Linked DNA regions of Gossypium hirsutum: region 2 is linked to region 1. A link is a contact called in public Hi-C data. All regions are on one chromosome and are shown on one strand. Each heading gives the region's core, a stretch centred on a gene start, on an enhancer-like site or on the middle of the called end of the contact. The rest is flanking DNA. Distances are from core to core; before and after follow the strand shown.

The links. Hi-C and Micro-C count contacts between places; a contact is called where the count stands out from the background.
Region 2: a Hi-C map of leaf shows a contact between it and region 1, with 2.5 times the contacts expected there. The contact joins the promoter of LOC107944593 here to the promoter of LOC107952046 in region 1. A contact is called at or near these places in 8 of 34 Hi-C or Micro-C datasets (callus, hypocotyl and leaf).

What each region holds. Positions count from the first base shown.
Region 1 is chrA02:16,327,952-16,334,816 of Gossypium_hirsutum_v2.1, forward strand. LOC107952046 (probable enoyl-CoA hydratase 1, peroxisomal) reads right to left here and starts at 3,490. Exons shown (of 3, transcript XM_016887285.2): 1 at 2,698-3,490; 2 at 2,334-2,616; 3 at 678-980. The coding sequence starts at 3,107. The coding sequence ends at 876.
Region 2 is chrA02:16,509,298-16,516,162 of Gossypium_hirsutum_v2.1, forward strand. It overlaps LOC107944593 (transmembrane protein 135 homolog), which reads left to right and starts at 3,116. Exons shown (of 8, transcript XM_041085490.1): 1 at 3,116-3,318; 2 at 3,413-3,553; 3 at 3,650-3,877; 4 at 4,590-4,797; 5 at 5,886-6,022; 6 at 6,480-6,560. The coding sequence starts at 3,116.

The DNA.
Region 1 (6,865 bases), core at 2,240-4,739:
AATACAAATATTATATTAAAAAAATGTCAAATTTAAATACCTAATAATATATTAACCCTTTATATAAATATTTTGACCCCTTATCAACAATTCTAACTTGCGAATGTCAGCTGTGGATACCTTAATTACAATAAAATATATTATAAATTAATTTTCTATTTTTATAAAGAGTCGCATTTGGTTATATTATGATAAAATTTCCACCGGCGCAGTAAAAAACCCATGTCTCATTTCGTTTTTATAATTTTTTTATTTTATTTTTTATTGTACCCCAGGCATGCTTCTTTCTTTCAATTTTGCTTTTGATCGTAAACATTTCTAACATAAGTTCACCAAATCTTAGCTCAATATGCATCAATATTATTGTCAATATAGAAAAACATAAATTGAAAAGTATTACAACAGATTATTCTCTTATTTAAAAATTAAAGAAGAAATATAAATAATTTTAAATATTGTATAAAAAAACTAAATACCATAACAGCTTCTAATAAAATTAATCTTAAAAAAAAACATTTGACACACAAAGTAGCAAATAGATTTATTATTTATACATAGAACTCATATTTTTGGTTCCACTCAAGTTCATGATACGTTGATAATTAAATTGGAATTGTCTCAAATAAGATAAATTTTCCATTTGGAATTTGACCCATAGGTTGAAGAAGGCTTAGTCGTAACTAAAGATAGAAGAAGAAATTAAATTAATACATTCCAAACACGGTTTTATCATGTTAAAAACCATATAACTCATTATACAGAACTGATACTTATGTATTAGTAAGAGTCCAGTAACCACAAATTTATTTCCATTATGTTTTCATTATAAAACAGTGACTAAACAACAAGTCAGAAGATGCATGGAAGAGATCATATTACAACTTGGAAGATGGTTTCTTGGAACCCCGCCTAGCTATGAACTCTTGCATCTTCTTAAACTGCTCCGGTGTCATTCCATCGTAGTATTTATGACCCCTCTCCTATAAAAAGAACATGAATTTAAATTGGGAAAATCAGCAAAAAAATCTTAACCCTTCAAACAAGCTCAAGTTGCAAGGACAGAATGCTTAAGAGATGAGTAAACAGAAGCAATGGTAGAACATGGATTCTTTGGAGGAATCATGTATTATCAGCATATAAGGAAGAAATGAGGTGATTGATAGAAGGGAACTATGGAATCATCTGTTATCTCTACATAGGAAACTTTTTTATCAAACCCCTAGCATTACACTTGGTGATTTTCATTGAGATATTTAGGATTGCCCTTACTGAGGAGGAGGCAACTGACTGGGAATGGTTCCTACTAATAGAGAAGATCGCTACACAAATCAACTATTGGATTACAAAGTTCCTATCTTATGCAGGGAAAACTTTAACTCGTTCAGGTAGCGATGTTAAATATCCAGAACAACTGGTACAGTTAATTTTCCTTCTTCCTGGAAGTGTCTAGGACATAATTAATCAACTATCCTCTCGGTTCTACTGAATAAGTAGGGTAAATCAGCCAAGGAGCAAGGTTACGAATTTGCAAAACTAGCTCTGAAAGACGATTTGATTTAAACAACTTATGTTTGGTTTCTATTGTCCCCAGTCGGTTCTCTTTTGGATTACTTGGATTAATAATGCTCATGTGCTCAATGCAAATCAAAACAGCAGCAGAACAGCAGACAAATATTGCAAGTGAGGCTGATAGCTCTTCAGCTTACTAGGCAGCAAGGTTAATCTCGAATTTCTCTGATGTCAAATACTCAGGGTCCTCTCCATATCCCAAAGCCTGCAATGATTTATTAGATGGCTACACTTATTAGGCTGTCAACCTAGGATCATTCACTGTCCTGGAGGATAACACCATACTGTGCGTGTGTTCTGTCAGCCAGAGCAAGAATTTGAAAACTACTTGTTCTTCAAATTGTGCTCTCTAAGAAAGTCTCAAAGGATATTCTATGTCAATGCCAACTCAAAAAAAGCTATACCAGGCTGGGAGGAAGAACAGAGATGGGCAGTAAGATACTTAAGCAGCGAATCCTCGATCAGAATTGTATTGAGTATTGCTAGGACCTTCATCTACCAGATTTGAAGGGAGATAAACAACAGATTATATGGAACTTTTCAGCAGATTACCAAACATACCATCAACCGTGCGAAGACAACCGTTAGCAGGCTAAGAAACCATGTAAAGACACATGGAATACAATCTTTTTCACTTTCTTTTATTCTTGTATTGCATAGCTTTGATTACTTTCTTTTCATTATGTAGCAGCAATTTCCAAGTTCTTTTAGATAAATAAAACCATGCTTATCCAAGAAAAGATATACATAAGCGTAATGAATACCTTTTCCATGGCGAGACCCTCACGAAGATCCAATTTGTACCCATCATTGATCACAGACTTGTACCTGAGAACCAAGTCTTGACTGTTCTTCATAATTGCTCCTGCAAGTTGTCGAGCTTTATTCAGCACTTCATTTTGGTCAACAACATAATTGACAAACCCCAATTTCTCAGCTTCCTCTGCTGACAAAGGCATGGCTGCCAACGACACTTCGCGAGCCTTGTTTGGTCCTATAAAGCGTGCAAGCTTCTGGGATAAACCCCATGAAGGAAATATACCAAATCTACAATCAATTTTTCAAAACACTAAATCAACAAATGATAAAATCAAAGCCTTCGACTTGTTTATCTTCGGCAATTGTTACCTGGCGTGAGTATCAACGAAAGCGGCTCCCTTAGCAGCGACCAGCATATCACAAGCGAGGGCGATCTCGAAGCCGGCAGTAATAGCAAGGCCGTTGATAGCTCCGATGATTGGTTTGGGGCATTGCTCCATCTGAACAACCGGATCCGTCTCCGGGTCCTTAACGTCACCCTTGAAAACATCTTGTGCAGCCGTCAAATCCACGCCTGAACAGAAAGCCCGTCCAGCTCCAGACAAGATGATGACCCGCACCGAGTTGTCCTTCGCAAGAGCCTTGAAAGCCTTGGCCAAGTCCACCATCATGGGCCGGGTCAAGGAGTTGAGAGATTTGGGTCGATTGATGGTAACAGTAGCGATCCCATCAGGTTCACGGGTCACAATGATCAGCTTCTCAGAGGAGGAACCCTCCATTTTTACAGGAAAAGGAAAGAAAGGGAAAGATCCAAAAGAGGAGATGAATAAATTTTATTGCAATTTTGGAAATGGTTACATAAAATAAATATTTTCAACATGGATCTGGTTTTTGGTAGTTGTGTTTCGTCATCATCATTGATTGCGTGTAGATAATGCCTTGCATTACGTGTCTGATAACGGCAACATGGAGATGGAGATGGGAAGCGGATAAGAACATAAGAAAACAAAAAAATCCCACTCCCTACGTGTCTGATCTGGTTTTTTGGTAATTGTGTTTCGTCATAATATTTTATTTCATTTAAGGGTAAACTGCAAACTCATCAAGATATAGCTTAAGAAAAATGCCACTCAATCGTAGATCTATAAGTGTCCCAACTCACTTGTCTAAGTCCGGAGATCTGAATATTATATTTTAAGCCCATTGCCCGCAAACTCAAACATGCATATCAAAGTCCAAGTAATAGGTCAGCCGAAAATGTAAAGAACTAACAGCCCAAAATGCATTTTTCTTTTTATTCTAATAAAACAAACCCTAAAATGCTTACAGTCTCAAATTTCCTTTCTGCCCTTCTTTCACTCCCACAAACAACTCAGTCTCGATTCTTGTTTCTTTTTGTTGAAAAGTCAACAAAGGTAAGAAGCAACTTGTTAAAAAGGTGAAGCAAGTTGCACCGAATGTTGAAAAGTTGAATGGGATAATTGCAATTTTGGTCCCTAATTTTTTAGGCCATTTGCAAGTTAGTCCCTGAATTTCAACTATAAATAGACCTTCTCATTTTTCATTTCAACTATCCCAACCAATCTTTCTCTCTTAGTTTTCTCTCTTCTCCCATTTGAGAATTCTTAAGGAATTGTATTTGTTTGTATTATTTTGGAGATAATAAAGTTATCATCTGGTGTTAGTGCCTGAGGACGTAGGTATAATTTACCGAACCTCGTTAAAACTCTTGTGTTTTTTCTTGTCCTATTTTTCTTTCAATATTTGAGGGTATAATAGCAGTATTTAATGTGCTATTAAATTACTATAGAATGAATATTCTAACTAAGGAAAGACTTGGTATTTAAGAGATCCATGTGATCCACCTCTCTTCCCTAGGAATTGAACTTTGTGTGATTTTTTAGTACAATAATTTACACGCTTCCGACCCTATTGGAACTACAAGTGGTATCAAGAGCCGAAGGTTAATCGTAGTATGCTCTGTGGTTGCAGTTTAAACTGATCTTCCACATAAAAAAAGATTTCCTTAGGTATATTGAAAGATTATGGAGAAAACGGTCGGTGTAGGAGCTTCAACATCGTCCATGTGGACAAGACCGACAATTGCAAATGCAAGATTGGCCGTGGAGATCTTTGATGGCACGGGCCATTTTGGTATGTGGCAAAGTGAGGTTCTAGATGCCCTTTTTCAGCAGGGTCTAGACATTACCATTGATGAAGAGAAACAAGATGATGTACAGGAGAAAGATTGGAATGCGATCAATCGGTTGGCATGTGGCACAATTTGATCATGCCTTTCTCGAGAGCAGAGGTATGCTTTTTCAAAGGAAACTTCTGCAAATAAGTTGTGGGTGGCACTTGAAGAAAATTTTTTGAAGAAAAACAGTCAAAATAAGCTCCACTTGAAGAAAAGACTATTTCGTTTCACTTACGTCCCAAGTACCACAATGAATGATCACATCACCAAATTTAATCAGTTAGTCACTGATTTGCTGAATATGGATGAGACATTCAAAGATGAAGATTTGGCTTTGATGGTGTTGGGGTCACTTCCTGAGGAGTTTGAGTTCCTAGAAACTACTCTACTTCATGGCAGGAGTGATATATCTCTGAGCGAAGTCTGTGCGGCCTTATACAGTTATGAACAGAGAAAGAAGGACAAACAGAAAAACTTAATCAGAGATACAGAAGCTTTAGTAGTCCGAGGTCGTTCATACACTCGGAAGAAAATTCAGAAAGGGAGATCAAAGTCAAAGTCCAGACTTGGGAAAGATGAATGTGCCTTTTGTCATGAGAAAGGCCATTGGAAGAAAAATTGTCCAAAGTTGAAGAATAAGGGAAAAGCTGTTGTAGATGCTTGTGTTGCAAAGTATGATACCAGTGACTCTGAACTATCACTGGTTGCATCATCATCGTCGTTCCATTCAGATGAGTGGATATTGGATTCGGGTTGTACCATCATATGTCCCCTAACCGGGAGTGGTTCTCTGATTTAGTAGAACTAAATGGAGGAGTTGTTTATATGGGCAATGACAATGCCTGTAAAACTGTTGGGATAGGTTCAATCCAATTAAATAATCAAGATGGATCAACCAGAGTTCTGACTGATGTTCGGTACGTGCCCAGTTTGAAGAAACATCTCATCTCATTGGGAGCCTTGGAATCCAATGGTTCAGTTGTTACTATGAGAGATGGGATTTTGAAAGTGACATCTAGCGCACTTGTGATATTGAAGGGCATCAGAAAAAATAACTTGTATTACTACCAAGGTAGTACAGTTATTGGAGTAGTCACCGCAGCTTTCGGTAACAAAGAATTGGACTCAATGCAGTTGTGGCATATGAAGTTGGGACATGCCAGCGAAAAATCCTTACAAATTCTAGCAAAGCAAGGATTGTTGAAAGGCAAAGGCTTGCAAATTAAAATTTTGCGAGCATTGTGTTCTGGGAAAGCAAAAGAGAGTGAAATTCGGCACTGCTATCCATAATACAAAAGGTATTTTGGAATATGTTCACTCAGATGTGTGGGGGCCTTCCAAGACACCTTCATTGGGAGGAAAACACTACTTTGTTACTTTTGTTGATGACTTTTCCAGAAGAGTTTGGGTGTATACCATGAGAACTAAGGGTGAAGTGCTTGGAGTTTTTCTTAAATGGAAAACTATGATCGAAAACCAGACTGGCAAGAAAATCAAGCGGCTTAGGACGGACAATGGAGGGGAATATAAAAGTGATCCGTTCTTCGATGTGTGCCAAGATTATGGTATTGTTCGACACTTCACAGTTAGGGATACACCACAGCAGAATGGAGTGGCAGAGCGTATGAATCGAACATTGCTGGAGAAAGTTCGATGTATGTTGTCCAATGCTGGGTTGGGCAAGCAATTTTGGGCTGAGGCTGTGACATACGCTGGCCATCTTGTTAATCGTTTGCCATCATCTGCATTAGAAAGAAAAACTCCTATGGAGGTATGGTCTGGAAAACCGGCTACAAATTATGATTCCTAACATGTGTTTGGATCCACTGCATATTACCATGTGAAGGAGTCAAAGTTAGATCCGAGGGCAAAGAAAGCTCTCTTTATGGGAATCACTTCTGGAGTGAAGGGATTTCGTCTTTGGTGCTTAAGCACAAAGAAAATGATCTGCAGCAGAGATGTTACCTTTGATGAATCTGCCACATTGAAAAAGGTATCAGATGAAGATATTCAGACAAGCGATATTCCACAGCAGGTGGAGTGTACTCCAAAACAGATGGAGTTTGAGCAGATGGGGATTTGCCCAGTTAATAAGTTTAATTCTCCAGCTACAATGGAGGAATTAGAGGTTGAAGAGGTTCTGACCCAAGAACCATTAAGTACACCAGAACCAGTTGTAGTTGCAAGGCCACGGAGAGAAATTCGTAAACCTGCTCGATTTACTGATATGGTGGCCTATGCCCTTCCCGTTGTTGATGATGATATTCCTATCACTTATCAAGAAGCAATGCAAAGCTTAGAAAGTGATAAATGGAAAAGCGTCATGGATGAAGAAATGCA
Region 2 (6,865 bases), core at 1,866-4,365, 180 kb after region 1:
ACATTTTAGGTCCCTTAATTGCCTTATTAAGTGACATTTTTGTTTGGTAATTAAATGAAAATAAAAGGAATAAATTTTTTTTTAAAAAGTATAATTGTTTGTAGGTCCCTTATTTTGACCATTTACTTTTTTCCTAATAAATAGTGCTACGTGGTACTTCTTGATTGGTCCACTGTCAATTTGTGTCAGGAGTTAACACTGTTTGAGTGTGATAGATGGAATAAAAGTACACGTACTACATTAGACAAATTGAAATCATATGTACCACATTAATTTTTTTGTTAAAGTACTAGGAGATTTGTTGCCATTATCCCTTATAGGTTTGAAACTTACAAGGTTAGTACCGTAACGATAGAATTATCCATTGTCTATTCTCAACCTTTCAATAGAAGGATAAATGCGCTTCAACACGCTCAATCCCAAGTCCTCCTGCATAGATAACAATGACAATGTCAATGCTAACCGAGTTAGGACTTAGTCGACATGTATCATTTTTATTCTATATTAGTATGAATATATATTGATGGATTTTGTTGTATTATTTTAAATTTATTGATAATTTTAAAATATTTTTATATAGATATTTATAAATTAATTTATAATTTATAATTAAATATATATTAATATTACATGTAAATTTATCTCAATTACATTCATAAAAATATCTTTGCATACAAATATAAATTTTAAAATGATTTATTAAATTAAATAATTTAATTTGATAATTTTTTTTATTTTTAATGTTTTTAAATAAAAATTAACGCAGTTAAAAATTATCATGTACCTTAAATTTTATTTTATTTTATTTTGTATATTTTACTATATATTAAACACTTGTCATCACTCTAATTTAATATTGAAATGAAATACGTGAAAGTGGCCCCACACACTTAAATTAGCGGCTGAGATTGCAAGAAAATAGGAATTCTCTAAAAATTTTAATAATTTTCTATATTTTATTTTTATTTTTTAGAATTATTGTTAACAAAAATTTTAAAAATATTAAAAGGATATTTTAGCTATCGTTTAGGGATAAAATTAGCTAATAATCTTTGGGATTAATGTACCACAAAACTTAACAAAGACAACTAAACTATAATCATTCAATAACACTAATGACTAATATATAACTTTTAAAAGTTAAATGACTGAAACGTAGTTTTAAACAAAATTTAAGAATAATTAATATAATTTACCTAAAAATAAAAATTGTTAAAGATAATATTCTAACAGTTGGTAGAAGTCTAATGATAAATACGGTAAATTTGGTGGTTCCAGTGACCCTGTATTAGATACAGTGACAGAATTAGAAATTTTTTTGAAAATTAAATTATATATTTTTATAATAATAAAAATTTTAATATTTTAATAATTTATATCTTTATAATTTTAATTAAATTTTTATAATTTTAAAAGATTAAAATATAATAATATTATTATTAATTTAAAATTTTATAAATTATAAATCACCTAAGTGAAACTTGTGGGAGCCACTGATTAGATGTCTGACTGCATACATGCTTTAGTAGGTCGCACTATAATAGGCCTAAAAGCAGAGGATGGTATCATGTCAATGTAGTTGGGTAAGAGTACAGAAGACAAAAGCTTTGATACCATTTCAACACAGACTTTCTTTTAAATTTATTGTGAATCAGCTTAAAATCTATGCAAAAGGGTTATTTAATTTCCGGTATACGAAGCAGGGTTCTATAAGTAATTTTGCCACTTGTAAACGGAGATTTCTTCAGTGGAACTTTTTTTATGACGAATGAATTTTATGGAATTTGATGAGCGGAAAATGTGAGAGCAACTGCAGAATTGTAAGTATTATGAAACGTGTCCGTAAATGAACCGTATTGCACTGCAAATCCTGTCATAATCAATTTCCAACCAAAGAGGCGGCTCCCAAGGCAAAATTAGTAAAACAGGACGTTCTTTTTAAATTAATTATTGATTTAGACTGTTTTTATATTATTTAAGGATTTTGAAAATCACAAGTTAAATGATAAAAAGCGCGTCTTCCGAAAACCACAGTTCAAAAAATGTTTTTTTTATCACACACATTTTCCTTTAACATGCTTATATTTTCTACCCTCCATCCCAAGTTCGAATTTTCTCCCATATTTATTTATTATGTTTCTACTGAATAATTCAAGCATTTTTTTATTTTTTAAATTTTTAATTTTTATTTTTGAACTTTTAGTTAGTAAATATATTTTTAATTTTAATTAACAATTTATTTATATAGATAAAATGAAAATTATATAATTATATAATAAAATAATTATATATATATATTATTATGTTAAATATATTTTATTTTTAAACATCAACTACTTTTTTTGATATATTTTTATTTATATATAATTTTTATATGTCAAATATTTTTTTTACACGTATATCTTGAGTATTGTAAATTTTAATATTATAAAAATAATTATTTCAAAATAATAAATATTTTTCATAAAAATTATATATAAAAAAAATATCAAAAAAATTAATTGATGTTTTTAAAAAATAAAATATATTTAATATAATAATATATAGAAAATTAGTTGATGTATTTTAAAAATAAATATATTTAATATAATCGTATATAAAAAATTATTTTCATTATATAATTACATATTTATTATTTTATCTATATAAATAAAAAATAAATAAAAACTGAAAAATAAATTTAATATAACATGTTTATTAATTAAAAGCATTAATTATAAATTAAAAAAAAAACTCCAAGCAACGTTCATTAAAAAAACAAATAAATAAGGGAGGGGATTCGAATCTGAAACCCAAGGGTAGAAAATGTAATAATTTTAAAAAATATTCTATAAAGCTAATTTTCCTAAATAATATAAAAAACGGCTAAATTGGTAATTGTTTTTAAAAAGTTTCCTTCTTCACTAATTTGCCCGGCACCCAATTATTTTTTATCAGTCGTAGTTTTTCCTCTAGCTTTTCCAAGAAGCTTCGTTATCTCCGCCCCCCACATCATCAGCATGTCACCGTCTGCTGACGGAACCGTCAAATGCGCCTGCAGATGCTCCTCTTCGTCCCTCGAGAATGGTGGTTTCAACGATGACTCCGCCGATTATGGTCATTTAAGTTCGGTTGACGGACTTGCTCGCATTGCGCCGGATCAAAACCTTCGTCAAATTCTTCCTCTGCTCTTGCTATTGGTACGGTTCCGTTAACGCAGTCGGAGAAGTTGCGGAGATTCATCGTCGCCTCAGCTAAAGGTTTCTCGATCGGGGCTGGCCTTAGAGGTGGATTAGCTCTCTTCTCGATTATAGCACGGTTACGGCGCAAAAAATTAAGGTAACTAATTGTTATACAAATAAATTTGACGATTTCAAATTTCATTTGCTTTATTTATAGTTATATACTACTAAGGCAATAATTATGATTGTAGGAAAGATGAGTCGTTTTCTGATAAAGAAGCGATTGTTGTGGGGATGAAAGAGACTATTAGATACGGTCTTTTCCTTGGTACTTTTGCGGGTACATTTGTTTCTGTAGATGAAATTATTGTTGCTGTTGGGCGACATAACAGGCAATGATCTTCTTAATCTTAATTTTCCTCATTCAAACAAAGGAACTTATTATTAACTTGCGTTTGATTTATTTGAATTATTGAATTTCTTTTCAGGACTACAAAGTGGAGGGCGTTAATAGCGGGACTTGTTGCAGGTCCTTCCATGCTTCTTACTGGACCTAATAAACAACATAAGAGTTTGGCCATATACATACTCATGCGAGCTGCCGTATTGGCTTCGCGCTGCGGAATGAAGAGTAAACGATTTGGGAAGCTTTGTAAACCTCTTACATGGAAGCATGGTGACATATTCCTTATGTGTCTCTCTTCTTCGCAAATTTTGTAGGTTCCTTTTGTTAAGTTGTCTTGGTTGTTGGCTTAGTTTTTTGCTATTAATTAAACTTTATTGCAATTCTTCTTAATGAATCTCGGTCATTATTGAATTTACCACATGGACTAAAGGACCAAGTCTACTGGGATTCCCGTCTTCTGGATCAAGTTACCAATCTCTAAACTATCCTGTTTGGAAGATTTAAGAGAAAAAAAAGTGTTGTAGTGTATAATTTTGGAGGCATTCTGAAAATTATCTGACTATATTAGAATTGATTCATGACTGGAAAGTCTGATCAGCATGCCTAGGGACTTTGTTGTTCATTTTTCTGCACCTTTTTTATCATTCAACCTGTTAAAGTTGGCAATCAAAATTGAAAATGTTTGTCTTTTCATCTCCAGTTTTTAAAGTTCATTGAATCTTAGGCTTCATAGCATGAACTTAGATACTTATCTCTAAAAAAGATGGTCAGAGCGTAAATATGTGAAAAGAAAGTGGGAAAATGTTTGCTTGAATGAATGTAAGTGCTAATTAAATGTTTTTGGGCATCATTTGAAAAGGGGCTGCATGGAACTGTGTGGCTTTACAAGTTGTACAAGTAATAGCATCCAAAAACACTATCTCGGGAAATTTTTTTCTGTAATTTTCCTAAGAAGATGATGACTGTACATTTATTATTTTTCGAAAGTGTAATCTTTTAAGTGGAAGCATTTATGTTTTCAGGTCCTCTTACCTTTTGAAGCCAGAGAGTTTTCCCCCTTCGTATAGGTCATTTCTCAATAAACATGTTGGAAAGGATCAGGTCATCCTGCAAGGCGTTAAAGAGCATGCAAGTGCCCTTCCATACACTAATTTGGAAGCAATAGAGAATTTTTTTAAGGCAAAAGGAGCAGACGTTAAATTAGATCCAAATATGAAAATCCCATGTTCAGTATGATCCTTCTTTCTCCTTTTCTGTTGTTCTGCCGAGTAGCAATAATGTCTATACTTTGTTCAAAGTGTACAGCACTCTACCAATAGGCTATATGGTTATTGGCAGTATGCACTCTTGTTTAATTGCATTTCTTTCTTCCCTTGGAACAAAAACATTAATAACAAATCATTTTCCCTCTACGTAGCATCCATGTTATTAACAAGGCTTCGCTGTTGTGCTTTAATTATTTAGGACCTTATCTTGAGTAAGATCATTAAAGGCTAGTGCTTCAATTTCCATCCCTGACAGTTTGTCTTTATGAACATCAAGTTAGATGCCTGTTAAAAAGAATAATTTGTAAGAATTGAAGAAAGCTAAGTATTAAGGTTTAGGTTCAGAAAAGTAATGTGAAGTGACATTCAGCTTTTCATTTCTTTGTTCCTTTTATATCTCATAAAGCTCATTTTTTGGGCCAAAAACTCTCATTCATGCTGCTTTATTAGCAATTACAAAAAGGAAGTACGAAATTGGAATTAGGAGAGAGTATGAAAATACTTGAAAACATAAGCAATAGAACTTGAATGTGCAACTTTGCATTTTTTTTTGCTCCTTGACTTTAGTTGGTCTGTTTTTCCGCCTGACACTGCCTTCCAACTTCTACGAATTTGAGAACCTGATCATTTATTATTGTTGTTTGAAATATGTGTTGACTCATAAATGTAAAAGCACATAGTTAATGCATTTTTGACAGTTTAATAATCATGTAGTTATAATCCGGAGTTCTCCATTCCAAAAACTATGTATTGCACTTCATCATCCTTGCAGTCTCCGAAAGCCTTGAGAGCAGATCTCTTTTGCAATTGTTCTCATTGTCATAAGATCCTCAGAGTGCTCACATAAGCAATTTGCTTGATTGCTGAAACAAACTAGATTCTCTTGCAGGAATTGTTTTGTCTGTGATTTCTGTTTAAATTACCGAAATGACTTTAGAAAGTTCACAACAGACTTTGAATTCAAGTACTCATGCTGCTAATGCTTGAAGTTTTCTTTGCAAAAGTATATTGTTACTTTTGGGAATTGTGCTTAAACCCTTGAGCTATTTGCAGATGATACACGGGAATCAAGCATGCAGTTCACATGTTTTTACTTTTTTTAGTGAAGCATATAAAAGATCATTACCGGTATATCTTCCAGTTTATTTGATTCCTACACTAATAGTTCATCATCAAGGCCTCCTAAAAAGGTAAAAGTAGTTAGCTCAAAATTTGGTGCAATATTCTCTTACCATTTGGCTGCTTCATTTTTTTCTTATATTATTAATATAATTTTTCTTTTTAAAAAGTTCGTTAACTTTAAATGTTGGTTCACATTATTCCCTCCACTTCAGGGCCTCCGTTACCACAGTATCTAAGTTCCACTTTATAATTTGATATGAGATTTGAGCATGTTAAATGATATGGTTGCTATAATTTTTGGTGTGCTTGTTAAAATTTTGCTTCATAGCGATTTGTTTAACAACGAATTATACATCTAATTAGGTTCTAAGCACCTCATGATTTGAGCATCAGAAAGATCCTCACTAGAGGTTCTTCTTTTATCCGTTTCTAGTATAAGACTTCTGCTAGTATTTTGCTTTCTTTCCGTCCTCCCTCGCTCCAAGTTATTATTATTGTCTAACATAGTTCTTGACTTTAATACAGGCCTTACACAATATTAGGGAAGAGTCTTCTTGGTACAACCAGATCAAGCTTATTTTTATCTGCCTATACTGCATCTGCTTGGTTAGTGTATTATATTAGTTCAATCATGTCATGCATTGTTTTCATAGATTGTCTATTTGTTCCCCAAGATCAGTAGTTCTTAACGTATTTCAACTTCAATTTTAGGCTTCTCCCATTTTAAAGTTTTCCTGATATAACTGTCATTTAGATTTGGTGTTTCCATTAGAGTAACTAAAACATAGTTATTGGTGTCTATTTGTTCCCCAAGATCAGTAGTTCTTAACGTATTTCAACTTCAATTTTAGGCTTCTCCCATTTTAAAGTTTTCCTGATATAACTGTCATTTAGATTTGGTGTTTCCATTA